2 separate regions of the Zea mays genome follow, and region 1 is linked to region 2. The links are chromatin contacts, called in public Hi-C maps. All regions are on one chromosome and are shown on one strand. Each heading gives the region's core, a stretch centred on a gene start, on an enhancer-like site or on the middle of the called end of the contact. The rest is flanking DNA. Distances are from core to core; before and after follow the strand shown. Region 1 holds the start of LOC100216662. Region 2 holds the start of LOC100274268 (DUF1336 domain containing protein expressed).

Region 1 (4,602 bases), core at 1,104-3,603, 210 kb after region 2:
AGCGTACCTCCCCGGCGCGTACGTACGCCGTGATCGAGCTCTCGATCGACACCGGCCGGACGGCCTGTCCATTGTCCAAGTCCGCACCGCAAGCATGCAGGCCGCAGCCGCCGCCCGCCAGCGCTCGCGTGGCTCCACTCATTGCAGCACGGCATCACACCGTTGGTTGTTAGTGGATCGGCCGTTGGCCATTGGTGGCCTGGCCTTGGCCCTTGGCAACGTACGCAAAGCTCTCCAGTCTCCACGGTCCAAGGGTCGGAGGTATAGATGGCCATTTGGCACTAACACGATGGGCCGGCCCAGGCACGGCACGAAAAAGCACGGTCCAGGCACGACCCGGTCCGGTTAGTATAGTGCCAGTGCCTGGCACGGCACGGCTATAGTGCCGTGCCTGGGCCACTATCTCGACCCGTAGTGCTGGCACGGGCACGACATGGTTACATTTTTTATTTTAAAAATAATAGTTTACATATATTAAGTATAAGAATTCAACATATAACACAATAAAACTACAGTTGCACTGGTTAGATGAATGTGTTTAAGCCTCTTGTGCACCAGGTTGTGAGTTCGAGCCCCCATTACTACATATTTTTTGCTAAATTCTACAATATACTCAGATGGACCATAGTGCCACCGGGCCGGCCCGGCACGACTAACAGACTCACGGGCCGTGCCTGGGCCGCGGCAACAGCACGCCGGCCCATCTGGGCACGGCACGGTTTGCTAGCCGGGCCTGGCGGGCCGTGCCGCCGTCGGGCCGTGCCGGATCGGGCCGTGCCGGCCCGTTTGGCCATCTATAGTCGGAGGGCGCGGGACCGGGCGGTCAAAAGATGGATCGATCGATCCGGTGGCCGGCCGCCCCAAACAAACATTCCCCCATCGTCGTCATGTCCCTGCTGCATGCGGCAGCGGGATACGCTGGCCATCTCAAAAGCCGGGAAAAGAAAAGGCCAAGGGCCCAAGGCCAAACCAGCCAGCGCGTCGGCTGGCCTGGCGCTGGCGGTCGATCAATTCCTGTCCGCCTCTGCCTAGCTACTGCCCCTCCCTCCTTACTCCTCAGTCCTCGACATCCATGATCCATCTATCCAGGCTCTCAGCCAGGGGATAGCGACGCGTCCCTGAGAACGCATACCTGGTGGTTTCCGAGAGTGTTTATTTACGGGTTGGTCTCGGTCTTGGACTGGACTGGAGTCTCAGCTCTCGGTGGCGAGCAGAGCAGAGCAGAGCTGCAGCAGCAGGGTCAGATAGCGACCGATCGCCGTCGTCCGGTTCGGGTTCCGGAACGGAGGAGGGCACTGCATGCAGGCCCAGGAGCCGGGGACGACGAATCCACCCAGCTTTGTCCATGGTGTCTCTCTCTCTCTCTCTCGATTCCGGCATCCGGGGCCAGGCCATTAACAAGGATATCCCATTCTTCCCCTCCCTAAGGGCGCGCGAAAAGGAAAAGAAGGCCAGCGAATCCACAACGCCGCCGGCCGCCGCTTGTGGAAGCCCGACTAAATGAGATGTTTTTAACAGACAAGAGCCAAATCAACCAGATGTTCTCTTGAATGAATATACTAGCTAAAAAAACACTAAATGTTGTTGTTTCCTAGGTGAGAAGTAATTAATTGGGGTCACGCACCCGTCCAATTGCGATCACTGGCAGGCGCGAGAGACGAACGGTGTTGTGTTGGTCTGTCTTGTCACCGCCGACTGTTTCTATCTAGTCTAGCTACGACTGTTGCTTTTCTCGCTTATCAGCCTACCTCGATCGTCGTTGGCGCCAGCAGAAGCGGCGTCATATGCAGCGAAATCATTGATGCCGATGCCGATGCCATCATGCATGCCGCCTGCAAGCTGCAAACCCTGCATGCTAATCAGTTTGCTTTGCTCTCAGGCATCTGCAGGCAGCGTAGATGAACCCCCTGCTGCTGGCTGCCGCAGACAAGATGGATCCATACGAATGAATACAACAGCTGCTACACTACTATTCCCTGGCAAACGCATTGCAGCCGCAGTACTGCTCCTTTGGAGCTTCCCTGTCTTGATCGGGTGTCGTCACTCGTTCCATACTTCCATGGGCTGCTAGCTGAACGCTAGCCGACGATCACGACTAGACCTGGTGGTGCTCCTGATCTGTACTGTACTTCTTTTTTGAGCGAACCAACAAAGCGGCGAGAAGCTCTCCAAAATAAAATAAAGCCGCTCTACGCGACAGCAACGTGTGCCCCTCGCCGCACATCTGCGTCCACCGCATAGCATCATCAGTCGGCATCATCATTGGATCGAACTCCAAAGCTAGCACAGGATGTACACATATATATATAAACATCGTGAGGGAGTTGGTTGCAGTAGTCTTGCTTGCAGGTAGCGAGGATCACACACACTGACACACACACACACACACTTCCTTCAGCGCGCGCACTACTACCTGTCAGTTAGTCAGTCAGTCACTCACTCGCTCGCTTCCTCAGTTCGTTCCTCTCGAGAACCATATCCCTTTTAATTCGCATATTCTCCCTGCGTCGAACAGCGCCTTTGCATGCGTCTCCGATCCCTTCCACACCGGCGCTAGCGCTACGGAGAGATAGCATCAGCTATTCAGCTGGCAGCAACAGAAGGGACGAGCGAGCTAATTAGCTTATACTAGAAGGTAGTGTGCGATCACTGATCAGTGACCCACCACCTGAACAGAAGACAGAAGCAGCAGAGCACCAATGGCCGGCAGGCTGCATGCCTGCTTGCTCATCTGCACGGTGCTCTCGTCAGCGGCCATAATGGCGAGCTGTACCAGGCCTGCAGCAGGGACTGTTGGCGGCGCTGCTCCTGTTGCCGCAACAACGCCGGCTACGTCGTCCGCTGGCAGTGGAGTTAGGCCGCCGGCCCCGCCGCCGCCGGCGACGCTTGCTACGACCGCTGGAACTAATAAGGCGCCTCCGGCGGTGCAGCAGCAGCAGTCCCCCCTAGACAGCAAGCGGAAGGTGCCCAACGGACCCGATCCTATTCATAACAGGTACCGCGACAGATCTCGTTTGATATACTATATAAATAGCTAGCTAGAGCTAGTTCCTGACTTGTATAGTGTAACTACGGCACATTGTTGCATGCACCTATATATGCTTCTAGTTACATTTGGCACTGCAGATTGAATTAAATTAAACCTCTGAACTGAGCTTGCACTTAAAGAATATGCATGTGTCATATAGCCATGCCGCTGCATATATATAGCGTCTTATATCGCAGCTAGCAAAATGAAGTCATGGCAGCCATGTATTGCATCCCATTATTCCCTTTCACCAGCTATAGCTTCATCTTGCAAAAACATTCCAAAGGTTTGTGTTTGCAAATTGCAAGATGAACCTCCTCTGGCGGGCTAGTTTGTCATCAGAAAACGACGACGTTTGGCTAGTGTATGCGGGGACCATAGAAATGGCGTGACAAAACGTAGTAGGAGTAGCAGCTCTTCTGAAAAGAAGAGCTTATAGCCTCTCTCTCTCTCTCTCTTTCTAATAAAAAATAGAGAGAGAGAAATAGAGAGATACGCCTCGATGTTTGCGCTCGCTGAGAACAGGCAAAATATATGCAACTGACAGAAACAGAGGCAAGTGATAGATACGGCATGCATGAAAGAAACAACAAATGATTGCACAACGAGTACAGATCGACCATGCAGTGTGTATATCTAGCTAGTACGTACTCCTACTTGGCAATCGCATGCATGCATGCATGCATATATGGGTCCCATCATCGAACACTGACCTCGCTAGCTCCGTTCGGTTCACCGCCGGTGTGCGCCCTTGCATTGCTAACCCATCATTCACTTTTGCGTCGTTGTTTTCAGGAGAGCCAGATGGGGGGAAGCACCGTCCAAGAGAGTGTAGCAGGGTGGCGACGACGCCGACGCAGCAGTGTACTCCTTCCTATACAGAAGGCTAAAGAGCGAGCGAGCGAGAGCGACCACGTTGATGCGTGGCGTGGAATAATGGAACGGAAGTTCCGTTTCCATATAGGTCCCGTCCCGCTCTTTTGCTAGCTGATGCATGCGCTGATGAGCTGCTATAGCCATGGACAACCATGCATGCATGGTGGTGGGTGGTGCTGCTGCTCATGACGACGACGATGGTCGATGACGTCTCGACGACGACGACGTTTGAGTGAAGACACTTATATAGTTATATACATGTACGCATGTATTAGAGAGGGGTGAGAGAAAGCAGCAGGATGCATGCACGGTACGGTGGCCTTCACTTTGGCGGCCAAAGCGGTCGGTCTGGATCTTCCGATATCGATCTCTACGACGAGCGAGGTCTTTGATGTTCTTCTCTTTCTCTTTTTCCTTTTTTTTTTATTCTTTGGGAGTGTTGACGGTGTTAAAAGGAGCACTCGAATAGAGAGAGTACGGAGGAAAGCTCACACGATGCTAGCTAGCTCGAACATTGATTGATGATGAAACGAAGTATAGTGTAGTATGAATTTAATTTGGCACAGGTTTTGATTTTGTTTAGCAGTTTAATTTTGGCTTTCCTTTGTTCCCGATGATCGTCACTTTAAACGGTTGAGTAGTAGCTTTGAAAGGGCTGAAAAAGGGGCAACGAATCACATCCGCATGACATGACCACA
Region 2 (4,446 bases), core at 358-2,857:
GTCAGGTCCTGCCAAAGGTGCCATAGGAAGCTCCGCCCGACCCAGGGCTCGGACTCGGGCTAAGTCCCGGAAGACGGCGAACTCCGCTCCGCCCGACCCAGGGCTCGGACTCGGGCTCGGCCCCAGAAGACGGCGAACTCCGCTCCGCCCGACCCAGGGCTCGGACTCGGGCTAAGTCCCGGAAGACGGCGAACTCCGCTCCGCCCGGCCCAGGGCTCGGACTCGGGCTCGGCCCCAGAAGACGACGAACTCCGCTTCGCCCGACCCCAGGGCTCAGACTCCGCCCTGGCCTCCGCCGAACGACCTCCGCCTCGCCCGACCCAGGGGCTCGGCCTCGGCCACGGAAGACAGACTCGACCTCGGCTTCGGAGGAGCCTCCACGTCGCCCAACCTAGGGCGCAGGCCAGCCACGTCAACAGGAAGCACCATCATCACCCTACCCCGAGCCGCCTCGGCCCGTAGGGAACAAGACCGGTGTCCCATCTGGCTAGCTCCGCCAGATAGGCAATGATGGCGCCCCCGCACGCTCTGTGACGACGGCGGCTCCCAGCTCTCTTACGGAAGCAGGCGGACGTCAGCAAGGACTCGATCGCTCCAACAGCTGTCCCTCCGCCAAGCACCGTCGCTCCTCCGACGGCCACGACATCACACCAACAGGGTGCCAAGATCTCTCCGGCTGCCACATTGGCATGTACTTAGGGCGTCAGCTCTCCCCCACTAGACACGTAGCACCACGCTACACCCTCATTGTACACCTGGATCCTCTCCTTACGCCTATAAAAGGAAGGACCAGGGCCCTCTTAGAGAAGGTTGGCCGCGCGAGGACGAGGACGAGACAGGCGCTCCCTTGGGGCCGCTCGCTTCCCTCACCCGCGTGGACGCTTGTAACCCTCTACTGCAAGCGCACCCGACCTGGACGCGGGACGAACACGAAGGCCGCGGGATTCCCACCACTCTCACGCCGGACTCCGGCCGCCTCGCTCCTCTCCCCCCTTTATGCTCGCCCACGCGCTCGACCCATCTGGGCTGGGCACGCGGCACTCACTCGTCGGCCTGAGGGACCCCCGGTCTCGAAACGCCGACACGTATCCATACCCATCTACCCAACGGGTAGAGGTTTTTACCGATGAACATACCCACGGATAGAGAAATCATCCCATACTCGTCTTCATATCGGATAAAACCGATCGCGTATTCGGGTTTCGGGTACCCATCGCCTTCCCTACCACGAATGAAACGATCAGTCGCCTACCAAGGACCGCGTCCATGCGTGTGGCGACGACGCCTACCCCCGCGCAGGCCGCAGCCCCACCGCCGCGTTCCCTCCTCCCCACTCGTGTGGGAAGCTCAGCACAAAGTTCGCGTTGCGCCGGGCGGCTCGTCCTTCTTGGAAATCCTCCCACGCAATCGCCTCCCCGCCCCGCACCCGCGTGCGTGAGACGCCGCCTCGCACTGCCACAGTGCCACCGCCGCCCCCCACCCCGGGGCGCCGATCTCGCGTCGCGTCGCCCTGGCGAGGTGGTGGCGGGAGGATGGGGGCGTGCGTGTCGCGGCCCAGCGCGTGCGTGGGCAAGCCCCACACGCCGCGGTCCGGCGACGCCAGCGGCCGCTCGGGCGGCGGGGGTGGGGCGCGGCGGAGGCGCAGCCGCCGTGTCGGGAAGGGGCGGAGGACGGCGCCATCGCGCGCCGCGTCGATGGAGACCATCCAGGAGGCCGAGGTGCCCGGTTCGACGTCCGCCGCCGCGGCCGATCACCGGACGTACAGCAACCCCGCGTTCCAAGGTGGGTCGGTGGGTGAACGGACAGGCTGCTTTCTCCTCTTTCCCCCGTGACCGTGCACCTTCTGCACGCTGCTTGTTTCGGGGGTCTGGATTCTGATCTCCGGGTCCGAGGGACCATGGGCGCGTGATTGCGCGCTCCTCAGACTTCGGGGTTAAATTAAATTACTGCATCTGGGGATCGTGTGCGTCCAGCAATAGCTGCTCATCTTTTTTAATTCGTAGCTCCGGAGGCTTTGCGACCCTATTCTGTAGAGTGGGGTTGTGGTAGTGTCTGGGGCAGTACGCGTCGCAGTTCGTTGCGTCAATTCGTACTCGATACTCCAATATGACCTGACGTGATTTCGGGGGTATCTCGTGCTGCAGTGTCCGGGAACATTGAGGAGGCTTGGTACGATTCCTTGGCGATGAGCGAGTCGGATGCCGAAGACGATTTCCACAGCGTGCAAGATGGTAAGAGTGATGTCGTAGCAGCCATGTAGCTAGGTCCCCAGCACAGCATAATTTCAATGATTAGTTGAACCTGCTGATTTTTCGTCCCTATTTTGACATGCCTTTCTATTTAACTGGATGTGCTTCTCCGTGATCGTTCAGATTCTTTTTCATTGAATGGCTTCGAGAACGAAGCTGCATTGAGCATGAGAGATGGCAACGGTGGGAGCTTCAATGGAGCTGCGCAATCAGGCGAGCAGCAACATAAAAAGCCAAAGTCCAGCGAACTGTCAAAGGGGAGCTTGGAGAATGGTGTGAGGTCGTCCATGAGCAACGAGGATGCGGTGAGTTTTTCTGGTGCGGACAACACTCACGGTGGAGAGAGGATACTGGAAGTTTGCGGGCTTCTGCCAAATAATTGTCTACCCTGCATTGCCTCTGCTGTTGGGGTAAGCGAGAAGAAGAGAACTCTTTCCTCGAGCCCTACTCATTCAATGAGGATGCCTTCTTTGAAGCTTTCCTTCAAGAAGAAGTCAGGGGAAGCTCATCCATCTTCCACACTACGTAAGCATTTCTTAAGTCATTTGGTTAAGAGTTGCTAAGAGATAAGACACCCTTCTCAAAAGCTGAACTGAAGTTTGTGCAAATTTTCCCTGATATGTATACTTTTCCATAATTCTGTGTTTGATGAGTTAAAACTGTGCCTGCAACTTGCTTGTTCTCTTTTATGACATACTCCTAGGACTATTGTGTCCATAGAGGCAAAAGGTGGCACAGAGAACCGATGCTTTCTGGTAGTGACAATTTCTTCTCTGCCTGCATGGTTCACCAGTCATACCAATCATCTTTCATTTAGCAGCACTGTATTGATAAGACTTTCATCTGGAAATGGAAAGTGAAGATTCCATAGTTGTACTCATTGGCGGTTTGCAGAAACATATCACAAATGAATGGGAGAGGGAGATGCCTTAAAATCGTACTAAAACGAAGGGTTAATTAGATGTGTGCCATTACAAATTTTCTGGTTTTGATACATGCTATCGAACTATTTAGACTTGTAACCTTGCCATTAAACTTCATCCTAGACTTGAAATACACCATGCTATCATCTTGCAACCTAGAAGCATGTATACGCCATGGGCAGCCTTCAGCAGCGCAATCCGCAATGGGCTATAAACCTTGTCTTATCTGTCTTAAGACCAGCAAATTCAAAACCATTTGTAATAGCGAAGTGCCTAATAGCTTTTCTAAAAGTAACAATGTCAGGGAACAATGCACCCTGCCTAATGTCTGGTTTAAGAGGGTTATGAAGCACAACTACAGCTTCAGGGTCAGCATCATTCAACTCTGCCTCTGGAATAGGTCCTCCAGTAGCAGCTGGTGTTGTTTCATTATCAACATGTGAGGTTGTTTCATTTACAGTAGACTCAGTAGGCTCATTCGGCTCAGTAGGTTCAATACTAGGCTTGAGGATAACACCATACAAGTACTCATCATTGACACCAACATACTCCTCAACATTGTCGAACACGTCAGGAAGATTAGACTCATCTCCATCTGCCTCTACATCAGTAGGTTGTTCACAATCTACTTCTTTAGATACAAATGACGGATGACCTTCTTCAGCAATAGCCAATAAGTGGGCATGAAGGTGCAAGATGGACTTCTTCAGCAGTAAGTATCCATGGAGGCACATTATCAGTATCTGGTGGAACAACATGCATAATTGTGCATTTCTCCATCTCAAAACACAAAAGCAAGAAGCATAAATCGTTTCTCTGGTTTGTACATTTCAATGACATCAATAATCTGAGATTCTGAATCTAGTTGAACATCCTCACCAGACCTCTTGTCATAAACCCAGAAAACAATCTTTTGACCTCTGCCCCAACTTATCTCAGACCTTAAGGTTGCAACCAGGAAATCCATCGTGATACTCTTGCTATCTATGATCCAATTCCTATTAAAACCTTTTGTGTACTTTTTCTTACCATCTGAGTCAATTGATAAGAAACCTTCAACTGTAATGTCTACTGTGTACAAGTTCCTAACAACCGGATTAAAATAAACCAAAACCGACAGTGAGTTAAGGGTTACAGTTACTAGTTCAACTAAAATTGATGAGAATAGGGTTAGCGATCTTACATTTTTGGATAGCTCACCCTGTTAACGGGAAGCTCCATCACGCGACGATGTCTGGTGGACTTGGGAGCTCCGGCCACGACCACCGGTGTTC

What was found. A called contact is a pair of places that touch in the nucleus more often than the background predicts.
Region 1: a contact with region 2 is called in a Hi-C map of ear, with 2.2 times the contacts expected there. The contact joins the promoter of LOC100216662 here to the promoter of LOC100274268 in region 2. A contact is called at or near these places in 2 of 25 Hi-C or Micro-C datasets (ear and tassel).

Annotation. Positions count from the first base shown.
Region 1 is chr5:13,674,917-13,679,518 of Zm-B73-REFERENCE-NAM-5.0, forward strand. It overlaps LOC100216662, which reads left to right and starts at 2,354. Exons shown (of 2, transcript NM_001143073.1): 1 at 2,354-2,995; 2 at 3,824-4,493. The coding sequence starts at 2,700. The coding sequence ends at 3,863.
Region 2 is chr5:13,463,569-13,468,014 of Zm-B73-REFERENCE-NAM-5.0, forward strand. LOC100274268 (DUF1336 domain containing protein expressed) reads left to right here and starts at 1,608. Exons shown (of 9, transcript NM_001365844.1): 1 at 1,608-1,782; 2 at 2,145-2,231; 3 at 2,373-2,774. The coding sequence starts at 1,695.